3 separate regions of the Mus musculus genome follow, and regions 1 and 2 are each linked to region 3. Evidence: chromatin contacts called from public HiCAR-type data. All regions are on one chromosome and are shown on one strand. The core of a region is the stretch at or near the end of the contact, and the rest is flanking DNA. Distances in the headings are between cores, read along the strand shown. Region 1 overlaps Bbs9 (Bardet-Biedl syndrome 9 (human)). Region 2 overlaps Bbs9 (Bardet-Biedl syndrome 9 (human)). Region 3 overlaps Bmper (BMP-binding endothelial regulator).

The links. HiCAR-type assays count read pairs that join an accessible place to other places.
Region 1: a HiCAR-type map of astrocytes shows a contact between it and region 3, with 6 times the contacts expected there. The contact joins two enhancer-like sites. A contact is called at or near these places in 1 of 15 datasets of contacts at CTCF or cohesin (the NIH/3T3 cell line), 14 of 484 Hi-C or Micro-C datasets (the 3T3-L1 cell line, 3T3-L1-derived adipocytes, adipose-derived mesenchymal stem cells and 9 more), 2 of 115 datasets of contacts at active chromatin or transcription factors (astrocytes and differentiating embryonic stem cells) and 2 of 9 other capture datasets (embryonic tail and embryonic trunk).
Region 2: a HiCAR-type map of astrocytes shows a contact between it and region 3, with 4 times the contacts expected there. The contact joins two enhancer-like sites. A contact is called at or near these places in 1 of 484 Hi-C or Micro-C datasets (myocytes) and 2 of 115 datasets of contacts at active chromatin or transcription factors (astrocytes and differentiating embryonic stem cells).

Annotation. Positions count from the first base shown.
Region 1 is chr9:22,706,274-22,710,585 of GRCm38.p6, reverse strand. The region is part of intron 19 of Bbs9 (Bardet-Biedl syndrome 9 (human)); the gene reads right to left. Among named protein-coding and RNA genes, the nearest start is that of Gm39309, 97 kb to the left of the region's middle. Within about 2 kb of position 1,360, at least 60 of the 459 cell types and tissues checked have an H3K27ac peak or open chromatin away from gene starts, as enhancers often do. A contact at or near this core is called in astrocytes, where this site is marked.
Region 2 is chr9:22,627,474-22,631,725 of GRCm38.p6, reverse strand. It overlaps Bbs9 (Bardet-Biedl syndrome 9 (human)), which reads right to left. Exons shown (of 23, transcript NM_001360259.1): 10 at 2,606-2,784. Among named protein-coding and RNA genes, the nearest start is that of Bbs9, 150 kb to the right of the region's middle. Within about 2 kb of position 2,150, at least 3 of the 459 cell types and tissues checked have an H3K27ac peak or open chromatin away from gene starts, as enhancers often do. A contact at or near this core is called in astrocytes, where this site is marked.
Region 3 is chr9:23,375,647-23,379,620 of GRCm38.p6, reverse strand. Bmper (BMP-binding endothelial regulator) reads right to left here. Exons shown (of 15, transcript NM_028472.2): 9 at 3,915-3,974; 10 at 1,879-1,983. Among named protein-coding and RNA genes, the nearest start is that of Bmper, 150 kb to the right of the region's middle. Within about 2 kb of position 1,335, at least 70 of the 459 cell types and tissues checked have an H3K27ac peak or open chromatin away from gene starts, as enhancers often do. A contact at or near this core is called in astrocytes, where this site is marked.

The sequences.
Region 1 (4,312 bases), core at 111-2,610, 670 kb after region 3:
ATGTCTATATACTAAATTGAAATTATATAGCTTTAGTGGTAAGATTTGGGTAATTGCTATGTCTTTCTCGTTATCTGTATTTTCTGATATAGAATTCTCTGTCCATGTCAAAATACGCCATGCTGATGCTTCCACACTGTATGGCACCATTGCCACGTTCCTTCTTCCTATGCTGCTGGCAAGCAGAGAGCATCTTGAGTCTCGGACAGGCAGGGGACAGGCAGGGGACAGGCAGGGAGTATCCTGACAGCAGCTGTACACAAGGAGCCCGCTCCAGGTCTCTGAGGTTTCCATCGATTTTTCTTAAATGTGAAATTCCCATGTGTTCTTACACTTCAGTCTAAGGAAAGGCACGAGCTTGTTTTGCAACCACTGGCTTTTGCTGCACTCTGCTGGAACATTCCCTGATGTTCTCCACGATCACTAAGTATGCCTAGATCCTGCTACAGCTGAGGAAAATGGTCTCATAGACAGTTACATATTTCCAGGGTCAGTTAACAGTAATAAAAGGGTTGGAGTTTACAAGCACACACCAAACATTTGTTCACGTGTTAAAGAATGGCTGTGCACATTGATTATGGTAAGGTAGAGGGGGCATCGTTAAACATTAGCAGTTCCTCTTTTGTACAATGCACTTAGCGATAGATTTATTTTTCTCAGCACTTCTAAGCAAGCTGAACAAATCTACCTTCAGTTACCACAACAGTGCAGTAAATCCCTGGACACACCTAACCTGACTCTTAGGAAGTGTCAAGGTCACCTGCTTCTTGTTGTGTTTTAATCTGAACTGCATTAAAGCAGGTCATTTTGCAGTTTACTGGGAAGTAGCCAAGTGACTAATACCTGCTTTATCCAGTGACCAGCACTCAGGTCTCAATCGCTCGCTCAATACACCCCCAAACACCCCAAAACACCTGCAGTCAATAACCAGTATGAAGCTTGCTTGGTGAAAAGTAATCTACGCGGCCCCAAATTCCACAAAACCGTGGAGAACCCTCCACACTACCTGTGCAACAGACCAGCCCCGGGCTGTGCTCCGGGCTGGACTCTCTCCACACAGAGGAAAACTTCACCTCAGCCGCCTTGGACGTTGCCAACACAGATTTGGCAAGTATCCCGGTGGAGAAAATACTTCTCGATTTTTAACTAATACCTGCTTAAATTTTGTTTTGGCCTCATGGCCTGGAAAGAAAAGTCTGGAATGACCCCGTCTTTTGACTTTATAATCTGCATAAATCTCTCAAAAAGAGGCTTCACCAGGAAACTTTCCGTGGAACATTTCATCTACAGAGAGAGAGAGAGAACTCTGTGGCTGTCCCAGCTGCACCTCAGAGCACAGTGAGGAGACTGCTCTGCCTTAGGACAAAGGTACAAAGCGCTGAGCGGCTTCAGCATAGATCCCAGGCGAGGCCTCACCCAAGCTGGCAAACACCAACTGCACGCTAGCACCCCCAAGTGTCAGGTGCCTGGCCAACAGCAAGGCCAAAAAACCCAGGGCCAAAGGAGCTCAGTGTTAGGGCCTTGCCGGTTTTGTTTTGTTTTGTTTTGTTTGTTTGTTTCCGTGAATGACTTTTACAAAGCAGCTCTGTGTCTAGGGGAAAGTCACTACCCTGCCAAAGAGGACAGCCCTACTTGCTAAGCGCTTAGGGATCGGTGGTCACAGGAAATCATCAGCGCCTGCGTGGGAAAGGCACCCTAGCTTACAGAGGAAGAGATGGGGCCTCAGAGCTTCAACAACCTGCCCACAGCCACAAAGATGGACAGTGCAGACACAGAAACCCAGGTTCATGGAACCCTGGAATCTGTCAACCACACCAAGCTGCACTGTGACCCTGGCTCTTATCCCATCTCATCTATGAGAGGTTGGAAGAGGTCATTATATATTCGAGGCATCTCTCTATTCCTCCTTTAAGTGAATTAACTAATTTCCAAGACCTCTTCATATTCAAAATATCTACTATTTTTAGTGTCTGTTTATGTCTTCCACCTGCCCTTACACTCATTTTCTTCGATGTAGCATTGGGAAATAAATTAACCAGTCTACACTAGTCAAAGGTAATCAGAGAAGTTTTGTGTGTCTGACACTCTGGTACTGAGCATAAAATCTGTAATTATCAGTAATATTCCTACTGAACTTGACTGTTACTGGATTAGACTAGTTATTGAGTAAAGGCAGGCTAAACAAAATGTCCACTACATCTAAGGGACATAACCTAGTTTGTAAGACTCCATTCCCTAAAGCTGTTTATTATTTACTTGACATAATTTTGCAAAAAAAATAAACATTTATAATCAAATAAGGGGAGGAACTTATATCATACTATCACCATTAAAACCTGGTTTAATGGCATCCTGTATTCATTATTTATCACAAACTCTAAGCATATTTACACAATAAGGTGACACGAATTTAACTAAAAAAAATTATTACATTTATAAAGAAACAACATGATGCTTTTGAACAACCTCCCATTTCCGTCAACTTATTTAATTATTAGTGACTTCAAAGGAAAAGAGACATTTCTAAAATCCATTTTTCTCAAAAATGTATTATTTTATCTCACTATTGATGTATAATTTAATTAAAGCTCCAAGCCCACATTTTTCTTTCTAAGTGGCAGGCATTTTCATTAACTAGCACATAGTTAACCCATTGTCACAGTCCCCTAAAACAGCCCACATGGTGGGGAATAATTAAGGTAGCTAGGGGAAAGGTCACTTAAGACTTCACCATGGTGTGAGCTCAAATTATAGGTTTGAGCAAGCCGGGAGGACCAATGCTCGGGAAAATGTGCAATCTTAATGGAATGCAGAACAAATGAACGTTTTAACGTGTGATGCTACTCGGTTGCATAATGGGATTTTGTTGAGTGCTACAGGAGGCAGAAAATAAAAGTAACCCTGCAGGGTATGCCTGTTAACTGCTTCAGGCTCGGGGCATTATTGGCTCACTAAATGGGCACATAATAACATGAAAGACTGGTTCTGCCCTCTGGTTGGTGCTTTTCTGTTGGTTGCTCTTTTTTAAAAGACTGGGCAAGACCAAGCCTTTTAGGAATTTGTTAGCTTGTTTCCCAAGTTTATTCTCTAGCCTGAGGAAGAGGAGCTCGTGACCAACGCCCTCTTGGCCTTCCGCCCTAATCTATCATTAAGTCAACCAGAAAGGTGGCTACAAGATGCGTTCAGACTGAGCCCTCTCCACACAGACCACCACCTTCTGTCCCTGCTGACCCAGGAGCCTGCAACTCAATCCCTGCCTCCTGCTGGTGAAGTAATAACCATCGGCCTTTGTTTTCATCCAATTAATTGAGTGAAAATGGCTTCCACTGTGAAAAGACCCTTCATGACCCAGCTCCAACTCTAAAACCTGGCACAAAAAAAAAAGAAAAAAGGAAAAAGGAAAAAGGAAAAAGGAAGGAAGGAAGGAAGGAAGGAAGGAAGGAAGGAAGGAAGGAAGAGAGGGAGGGAGGACGGGAAAGGAGGGGAAAGAGGAGGAACGGAGGGAGGGAAGGGGGGGGGGAGACTGGATCACCAGCAGCGTAAGCTTCAGCCCTGTGAGTCAAAGAGTCACAGTGTCAGACACTGGGGACACATTCAGTTTCCCAGGAGAACTTGCTCTTTAGCAGTCACTTCTTGTTCTCATTTTGAAGGGTGAAAACATACCCATTAGCCTTTAGGTAGGCAGAAGTCTTTCCTCAGTAGACACAGGCTATGTCCTGATGACATGCACAGCCAGAAGCATTCTTTAGTGCAGAGACATATTAACAGATAAGCATCCAAAGAAATTAGTATCGTGCTTCTCTCCAGACCAGCAGATTTCAGACAAATCATAGGACCTAGCAGTGAGTGTCTGTCCAGTGCCTCATGTAGGCTCGCCATCAGAGAGTTTAACCCTTACTACAGGAAAGTACCTACAATGAAAGAGTGAACACAGATCCACCATTGATCTCTCCTCATCATGTGTCAAAGGCCGCAAGGCACGTGTCTGAAAGCAAGGCTAGGGCGAGCAGAAAGAAACAGCACTAAGGAAGAGCCCACTTTGATTGGCACAGAGGCCTGCGAAGGGGCTCCCCCTAGCCAAACATGTACCAGTGTTCTTAATGCTATACTTAATACTTACTAATATAAGTAATCCTTAATACTTAAGTCTTTGACAGGCTCTGCTAACCATGCCTGACGTCTGCCTCAGAGCCTGGGTGGAACCTTGGAAATGCCAGGAAACCCAGGACATGTAGGTAATCAGAATAGGAGTTGGGATAGAAATTACCTGCTAATAGACCTTGAATTATATTGAAAGCATGTCTATATGGAG
Region 2 (4,252 bases), core at 901-3,400, 750 kb after region 3:
GTCATACAACTGTGGTGATAATATTGGCCACAAGAGTCACAGACTATTTAACACAAACCCATAGCAGGCATGGGAAATCTCTCTCTGCCTCCCAGAACTTGAAAGTAAGACACTGTTTCGGAAGACACCGCATACTTCGGGCATAAGACTTGGAAGAATCGAGCTGGAGCTGCTCCGGAAGCCTCTGCCCTGAGGAGTAGTTCTTGTTGTATCTTAAGGTGCTATGCAAGCTGCCAAGGAAACAACTATCAGTGGTCCTACCAAGCTGTAACCACAATGACCAGCACGGCGAGATGTCCAGTGTCTAAGAGTCACATAACTGGCTTGAGGTCAGCTCAGTAGGAGGCAAATTGGGCCTGGTGGAGTAAAGCCAGGTAACTAGTATAGCTGGTGAGAACATGGAATCTAAGAAGAGAGCTGACTGCAGTCACCTTGCTAAGCTAGTATAGTTACTAACTGCACCCCAAATTTTATCCATAAACTCACAAATAAATGCAGCTTTCACTCATCAAAGAAGACATCACAGAAATCCACGACTGGAAAAAAAGGCAGAGAACAACTACTGCAGGAAGCCCGTCCCCAACGGCCATGTCTACAACACAATCCTAGCCTAAGGCTTGGAGAACACTGTGGAAGAGAAGGCTTCAACTACAAGAGCCAGAGGACCAATATGTCTGCTGCCACGTGGTGTCTTCACACATCATAGGGAAGCTGCATCCATAAGGTCTCAACAATATGGTTCCCTAAACACAACTTCACAATGACACCAGCAGGTAACGGGCCAACATAGAGAGGAAACTCTCACAGGGCCTACCCCTAGTTAAAGAGCATCAGTCAGCCAATGGCTGCTGAGAGAGAATTAGTCCACTCCAGAGACAAGCAATACTAAGTGGACTTAGCAGGCTGTGTGTGTGTGTGTGTGTGTGTGTGTGTGTGTAGTAATAATAATTAAAGGAGAAGAGGTCAAGGCTTTGAAGAGTGAGAGGACATGAGAGGAGCTGGAAGGTGAAAAGAAAAAGTGAAACTGATTCTCAAAAAATAAAATAAATATATTTCTTAAGTGAAGCTCTTTCAAGATATACAAAAGGGTTAAAGAAATAGCAAGCAACACATCAAAATCTTTTCACTTATCACTAGGGCTACCAGGAGGTAATGTTTAGCTGTATGGGATTTTTTATGCCATTTATATAATTCATGTTAGTTAAACTATCATTAGCTATTGCTTGTAGAAGGGCAAAAACTGCAAGACAAAAACTTTGGAGTAAAACCCACATTAACTAATAAGCTTGAGAAACTTCATTATATATATATAATGAAGTTATATGCATATATACACATACATATATGTGTGTATATGTGTTTATGTATATACGCATATATATGTATATATGTGTATATGTATATATGTACACACACACATATATATACATGTATATGTATATATACGTATATATATACACACATATAAAACAATCTTCCATATATATATATATATATATCAAAACTGGTATCAAAACAGAAAGCTTAACCCTGACTGTGCAACCTGAACTGAGATGCGCAGTTCTCGCCACCTTCCATCTGAGGGGGATGTGCTGACAAGAGGCTGTAGACCTCCGTTTCAATGGTTTACTTTAAGAACGTTCTATAAGAACATGTGAAGCTGAGGCATCACATCTTTGCTTTTAATATTCCTATTTTAATATATCATCTCAGCTCCTTAAAACCAGAGGAATAAAGTCCTGGTAATACAAATCAAAACTACATAAACCTAGTGCAGCCAAGGCATCAGGATTAAGGTTGGCTCTGTCCTGTTGGCTGGCCTTTGATGCTCTGTTTCTTTTATTATTCTTCTTGTTTTAACAGTTCTTTTATGTGAAAATGGTCCATATTTTTTCTCATTAAGAAAATACTTTTACCTGACCCTGAAAAGGGAACTTAAAGTAATGATTTTCACATGTTCACCATGAGCTGCAGGATTGGTGTTTTGTTTCTCCTGTTAATTTACAATGAAATTACACCCTTGTGAGTCCCAACAAAAAATAACATTGAGTTACTCAAAACCCGGGAACTGAAAATATCATCAGGCTCTGAGTCATTAGAAGCCAGAGTATCACAGGCCACACTCCATTTGGATGGCTAATTAACTCCAAGCATAAATTATATCATCTAAGCTGCAAATGACTGCATTTTTAGTAACAAAGTGGCAATTCATGTACTACTTGGATTTCTTCTCAAAGCAGCAAGTGAAGCCAAGTATATTGTAAGTGAAAAATTGACCACTGCGAGCTTCAACACTCTTCTCACAGCCTGAAACCACTAAGAAGTCCTTCTGCTTCACTGAGAGGGCAAAATATTTAAAGGCCAAATGAAGCTGTCCCTGCAACACAGAAACCAAAATATTATCTCCAATAAGACTGGCTTTCAACAGCCACCTATACAAAGTCAACACAAAAACCCTGTCCACCAAGAGCAATGTTGATTCAGCATCTTTAACTAAGCCTGGGAGTGAATTAACTAATATTTACAAAACAATATCCATATACAACATGAGGCAAAGTTTATAATGAGCAGCAGACGTAGCCAATAAAGACTGCAAATGGGGTACCTTGCAACTTTACATCTTTGATGATTTTCTGAAGTTCTTTCAATTCCACATCAAGTTCATCATAGTTGAGCTCTCTTGATTCAACTTTTGGAGCCTGGAACAAAGAAGGGTCTGTCCCCAGATACGAGCACTGCAGGTGACCGTCATCACTGAGAGTCACTATCACTCCCTTCAAATCACTGTTAGATATAAGAGAATAGGAGGCGTGGTTAAACTTCCAGTCTTACAAATGACATTCTTACTTAGCATACCATAATTTAAAAATAAGTATAAAAATAGGTTTATTTCAAAGACTCAATTATAATGTTTTAAACATCATCTATATTTATGCATGCACACACAGTGTTAAGACATATTATAGGAGGGGAATAAACATTAAAATATATTAATTATACTGGTCACCATAGGAATAAAATTACATAGTACATTCAGATCTTAAATTCATATCAGGCATGTGAGTTCCACTGAAAACAATGGAGCAAAACATAAAACTAGGTTTCTATTGGGAGACCAGGAATGAAGCATGGCCCCAAGGCCAGGAAAGCCATGGTGTGACCCCAAGGTCAGGACAGTCACAGCAAAGTGATTTGGAAACTGAGAAGAATTCTTGAAGATAGATATGCTCTCTCCTCTCTTCATCCCCCTCCTCCTCTGCCTCTGGATTCCTGGGACTAACTCTTTCACACATGACCCTCCAAGGCTCCCATAAGGCACTCCTCCCCAAGGAGCTCTCTGATTGGTTCTTTTTTCTCTGCCCATTCTTTGAAATCCCCCAATGTAAGTCCTTAGAGAAATCATTAGGACAGCAGTGTTTCACCCTCACAGACTAATGAGGATTCTTCACTATGAATGTTCTTAGAGAAAAGGAGACTCCATTTCAAACCCACTCCTTCCCTCCCTCCTACCCTGCCTTTTTTCCCCCACACCCTGAAATGTCACTCTGGGATGCTTAAGCAAAAAAGTCTTTGTCGGATATATACCCTCAGTCTTGGACACCTGAGCCTCCACAAGCATAAATCAAACAATTCTCCTCTCTTCCTAGCCTGCTCAGTCTCTGGAATTCTGTAACAGCAGCCCAGACCGGACAAAGGCAGTGTTTATACTCTTCCTTCTTTTAGGCTACTTTAGCGCCATTCCTCTCTAAAACTTACCTACATGTTGCATGATATACACATTATGGCTGATATTAATATGCAATGTTTAGAAATTAAAGCAGCTGAAGGAAATACTATATTTTCTTGTTCCTTGGTATTCACAGAAAAAAAATCAACATAGCCATAAATCATTTGATGTTAATACATGAGTTCTTTCAGTTTTTATTCTATTTTCTACAGTGGTCTAACAAAATACTAAGCCTTTTGCTGTTGCTGCTGTTGCTGCTGTTGTTGTTGCTGCTGCTGCTGTTTTAAATGTCCACACGTGCATGTGCCATATATGGAGCATATTTTCCCTGATACCCTCAACCATCCATTTGCTCCTGGCCCTCTCCTATTAGTCCCCATGTGCCCCCTAGATAATTTTATTCCCATTTTCCTGTCATATATGCATGCCTGATTTTGTGTATCTATATAAAATCTAGAAATAGTAAATAAGAAGAAAACATTATGACCGAGGAAAGAAAAAAATCTCAAGTAATTTTGATTTGCT
Region 3 (3,974 bases), core at 86-2,585:
GAGCCTGGGCTGTCTGGATGATCTGTAGCCTCATCTGGAAGAAGGGTCTATTTAGCACCTACCTCAGTGGACAGTCTCAGGGGAGTGAGCTTATTTCTGTGACCAGAGAAATGGCTTCAATATAAACTCATGATATCTATCTAAGAAACAGTGTACTGAGAGTCCCACCCCCCAGAGCTTTGGAAATTACCTAGGAGGGCAAATAGTGACTATAACCATAGGCTCCTTCTGAAAAGGGGAGGGGGTAGGTTTTAACTGGAAAGGTTACAGTGTGTGGGGGTTGCACAAAGACCTTCTAGTTTTTCTAATTTTCTTTTTAAAATTTCCCTAATCAATGTAGGGAAGGAGAAATAAACTGCTAAGCTGCTGTCTTTTCTTTTTAAGGTATTTCATGGTAGAGCTAAACTATCTTCCAAAGACCTTGTGCTGGCCTCTGAGAAGGGGAAGTGTGAGGGGGGAAACCAAGTTGGAAAGATGCCTAGAAACAGAAAGGTGGTCCTGGAGGGCCTAGCCAAGTCAGGGCACTGAGAAGCAAGGGCAGAGGGGGCAGGGCTGGGGGCTGGGCAGAGGCCTTCCTGGGAGGGACGGACATGCCTGGCCTGAGTGTAGCACACCCAGTAAGATCACTAGGGAGAAGCAGGCAACATAAGGAGCTGTGACCTCCCAGCAGAAACCACCGACCCAGCTACAAGTGGCAGAGCAGAAGCTAAGCTGCAAACCCCGCAGTGGCCTGCTGAGGCGAGTTACTCCAGCCACCAGGTTGGCACCACTTCTCGGTTTTGTCTTGTAGAATAAGGAAGCCCATTATTACTAACATGTGCTGGGAGAGTTCATTAGCACTGAGGGTTCCCCGAGGACTGGCAGAAATGATGTGATTCCATTTTTCCCAATGAATATTTATAAGCAGCCCAAGATCAAGTCTGCTTATTGTACCTACTTTTTTTTTCTTTTATGGGAAGTTTTCAGTTTTATGTCTGAGGCTTTTTAAAGCAAGACTAATTAGGGGATTTTTTTCCCTTTTCTCCCCCCTCCCCACCAATTCAGTTGTGCAACGGCAACAGCTGTTGTTTTTTTGTGCCTCATTTGGCACTCAAGTAAAAACAGCAACTTTTTGTTTATAATAATAGCAGATGTGAATAAAATTAAAAGCTTTCTATAACGGAGAATAGAGGACATGCTCTGAATATATGGATATGTTTTCTTCATTCACTGGAAGGTACTAAATAGGTTTGACATTTTCTCAAAACGTACAAAGCCTTGAAAGGTTTCAAGTTGCTGAGGTGAATTCAATGGAGCCCATGCTTCCGAAGATAATGGTGGCTTTATTCAAGCCTGGGCTGTGGGTTTTTGAAAAGAGGTATTTCCATAAGGATGCTGTTTCCATGTGGGGCTACAATGGAGGCAGGGCTAGAGCAGAATTTTCTGCAGAGGAGTTGGGGCTTCTGCTAGGCAAGGAAATCCTCCTTGGGAAGTTCCTATTAAACAACCACATCATATTACCATAGCTATGAGAGGAAAGCTGAGATTTGAAGAAAAAAAAAAAAGAAGGAAGGAGAAGCAAAATGTGGTTATGACGTTAAATTGAAAATCCAAAAATAGAAAACAAGATCTAGGCAAGAAAGCTGAAGAAGTGTTTACAGAGGTTTGAGAGATGTCAATAAATAGCAGGAAGATAGCAGCAAGGGAGACAAGAGTTTTGTCACACAAGGCTGGACTCCAAATAGGAATGGAAAGAAAGAATCAGGGTGCTGAACAACAGGCTTTATCTCTTGCAGTATATATGTAAGCTTTGGGAATTCCCGGTTGTCTTCAGAAAATGGCATATGCCGTGCATTTCTCAAGGTAACAGAGAAAAAAGAAGCCAAATGTCCTACATACCTGTGGGCAGCTGCTGACAGGAACACACTGCTTCTTTCGACACTCTGTCTTCCCCTTCACACAAGCACAGATGCTGCAGTTGACTGAGGACCACATCTCTCCATCCTACAGGACACAGCACAGAATTGAACTACAGGGAGAGCTGAGCAAGTGGGTTATGGTTTCGCCATTGAGGAGAGCATGACTAAGCTGCCTAGGTCAGGTGACTCTGACCACTTAACACAATGGTCAGGGAAGGTTTCAGACACTGTTTTAAAGGTAGGAAAATCTTGGCCCAAAAAACAGAGCATTCTTCTGGGGGTAGCAAGTCATGCTTACATCTTGCCCCTCATGTCCTCATGTGTTTTAATTTTCACCCCAGAAGACAAGAAAATATGAATTTTATACTTGATGCATGAGCAGATCCTAACCTTCAATTAATGGAGTTGAAATACTTGATACAACAGGCATCACGGTTAATTGAGATGCTTAGACACAGTGATGTAAGACAGCTATGCCTTGCCCTTGAGCCACCCAGGACAGGAAGATAATGGAAGGTATTCAAATAATTCTCAGTGGCCAGGCAGACAACTGGTGAACACCCATGAATATACAAAGGTCAGACAGACCAGCCCTAGAGACATGACTCTTGCTTACACTCTCCTCCCAAAATGTAGTATAGCACTTTGAGACATAGACTGGACTCTTGCTTGGCGAGAAAGGCACTCAATGAATGCATTGACCTTGTCAGATTTATAGTGTGCAGTCAGTGCTCAGCCAGAACACATCAGGCAGGATACATACATACCTGGGCTCAAGTTTGAACGATCAGACAACAGAGTTAGATATAGAGACAAGATGAAGGATCCTTCCCGGGCACACAGATTCAAGATCTTTGGTGCATCCTGTCCTTTCTCGATTTTTGAAGATATGTTAAGGACTGCCAACCCCCTGCTGCCTTTCAGGTGAGAGAAAACTAACTGAATTTGTCTGTAAAGGGCATCGAACTTATGGACAAATATTTTCAGGGCTCACAATCTCTGTAAAGTGCTCTAGACCTCAGATGCTAAAAGAAATCTTTTTAGAAAGAGGTTTGAAAGTGTTTTGTTCAAAGCACTATGATGGGAGGAGCATTATTGTTTTATCTTGGTGCTCTGGGTACAAATGGTAGCTTTGAATAAAGAGTATTTTACATGAGTGTCTCTGAAAACTTGCTGTATCGCCCTCTCATGATGGGCGTATGGCATTTTCTTCTTTCTTGCAGGGTCCATAAGAATCCAGACCTCTCTGTAATCACGTCAGTGAATGGGACCCTGAGGGGGCTCCCACTCTGACATGGCATTAAGAGCCTAGGTGCTCATGGCTATCATCAAGCACATCTTTGGTACAAAGTCTCCCTCATCTTTAAGGAAACCATAGCAGATAGGAGAGAGGAGATAGAATGAACAAAGCCTTCACCTGCTTCCTGAAGCCAAATGCTTATGACACAGCTTTCCACTTAAGATCACTATAAAACAGTATAGATCACATGCCAGGTGATGTTGGAAGGCCAGTAAGCAAGCCTTTGAGTACCTTGGAGTTAGACTCTTGAACATATACTTACACTTACATGGTAAACATCCTCATCTTAACACTTTCCAGTTGAGCCTTTTTATAAATGAAATTTGTAAGATTTTGCTGAAAGTGCCAAGTTTTAGATCCATCAGGATCTTGCCATGGTCATGATCTTAACAAGGTATACTTAGCATGCCCAAATAAATGGTATGCTCTCAATCATTTGGGCACCATAACTATACCAGCCATTTGGCATGCTGAGCTGAGCCTCAGGCATTGGCTGATGACATGTAGAAAGACCAATAACACTGACACATTTGGCATCTTCCATATTCTGATTTTATATATATGCATTTGTAAATTAATATACTAAATATACATGTGTGGTTTTAAATGTATAAATTATGCAAAATTCTAATCTGAATTATGTCCAGAGCTTTTTAATGGCCATTTTGATGGCTCCCACAAGCTCATGACATCATGATGGCTTCTCTCATACATACCCTGAAAATCTTGCTACCGAACTTGCACACTTTGATGTCTTCAGGGGGCACCCGTAAGAG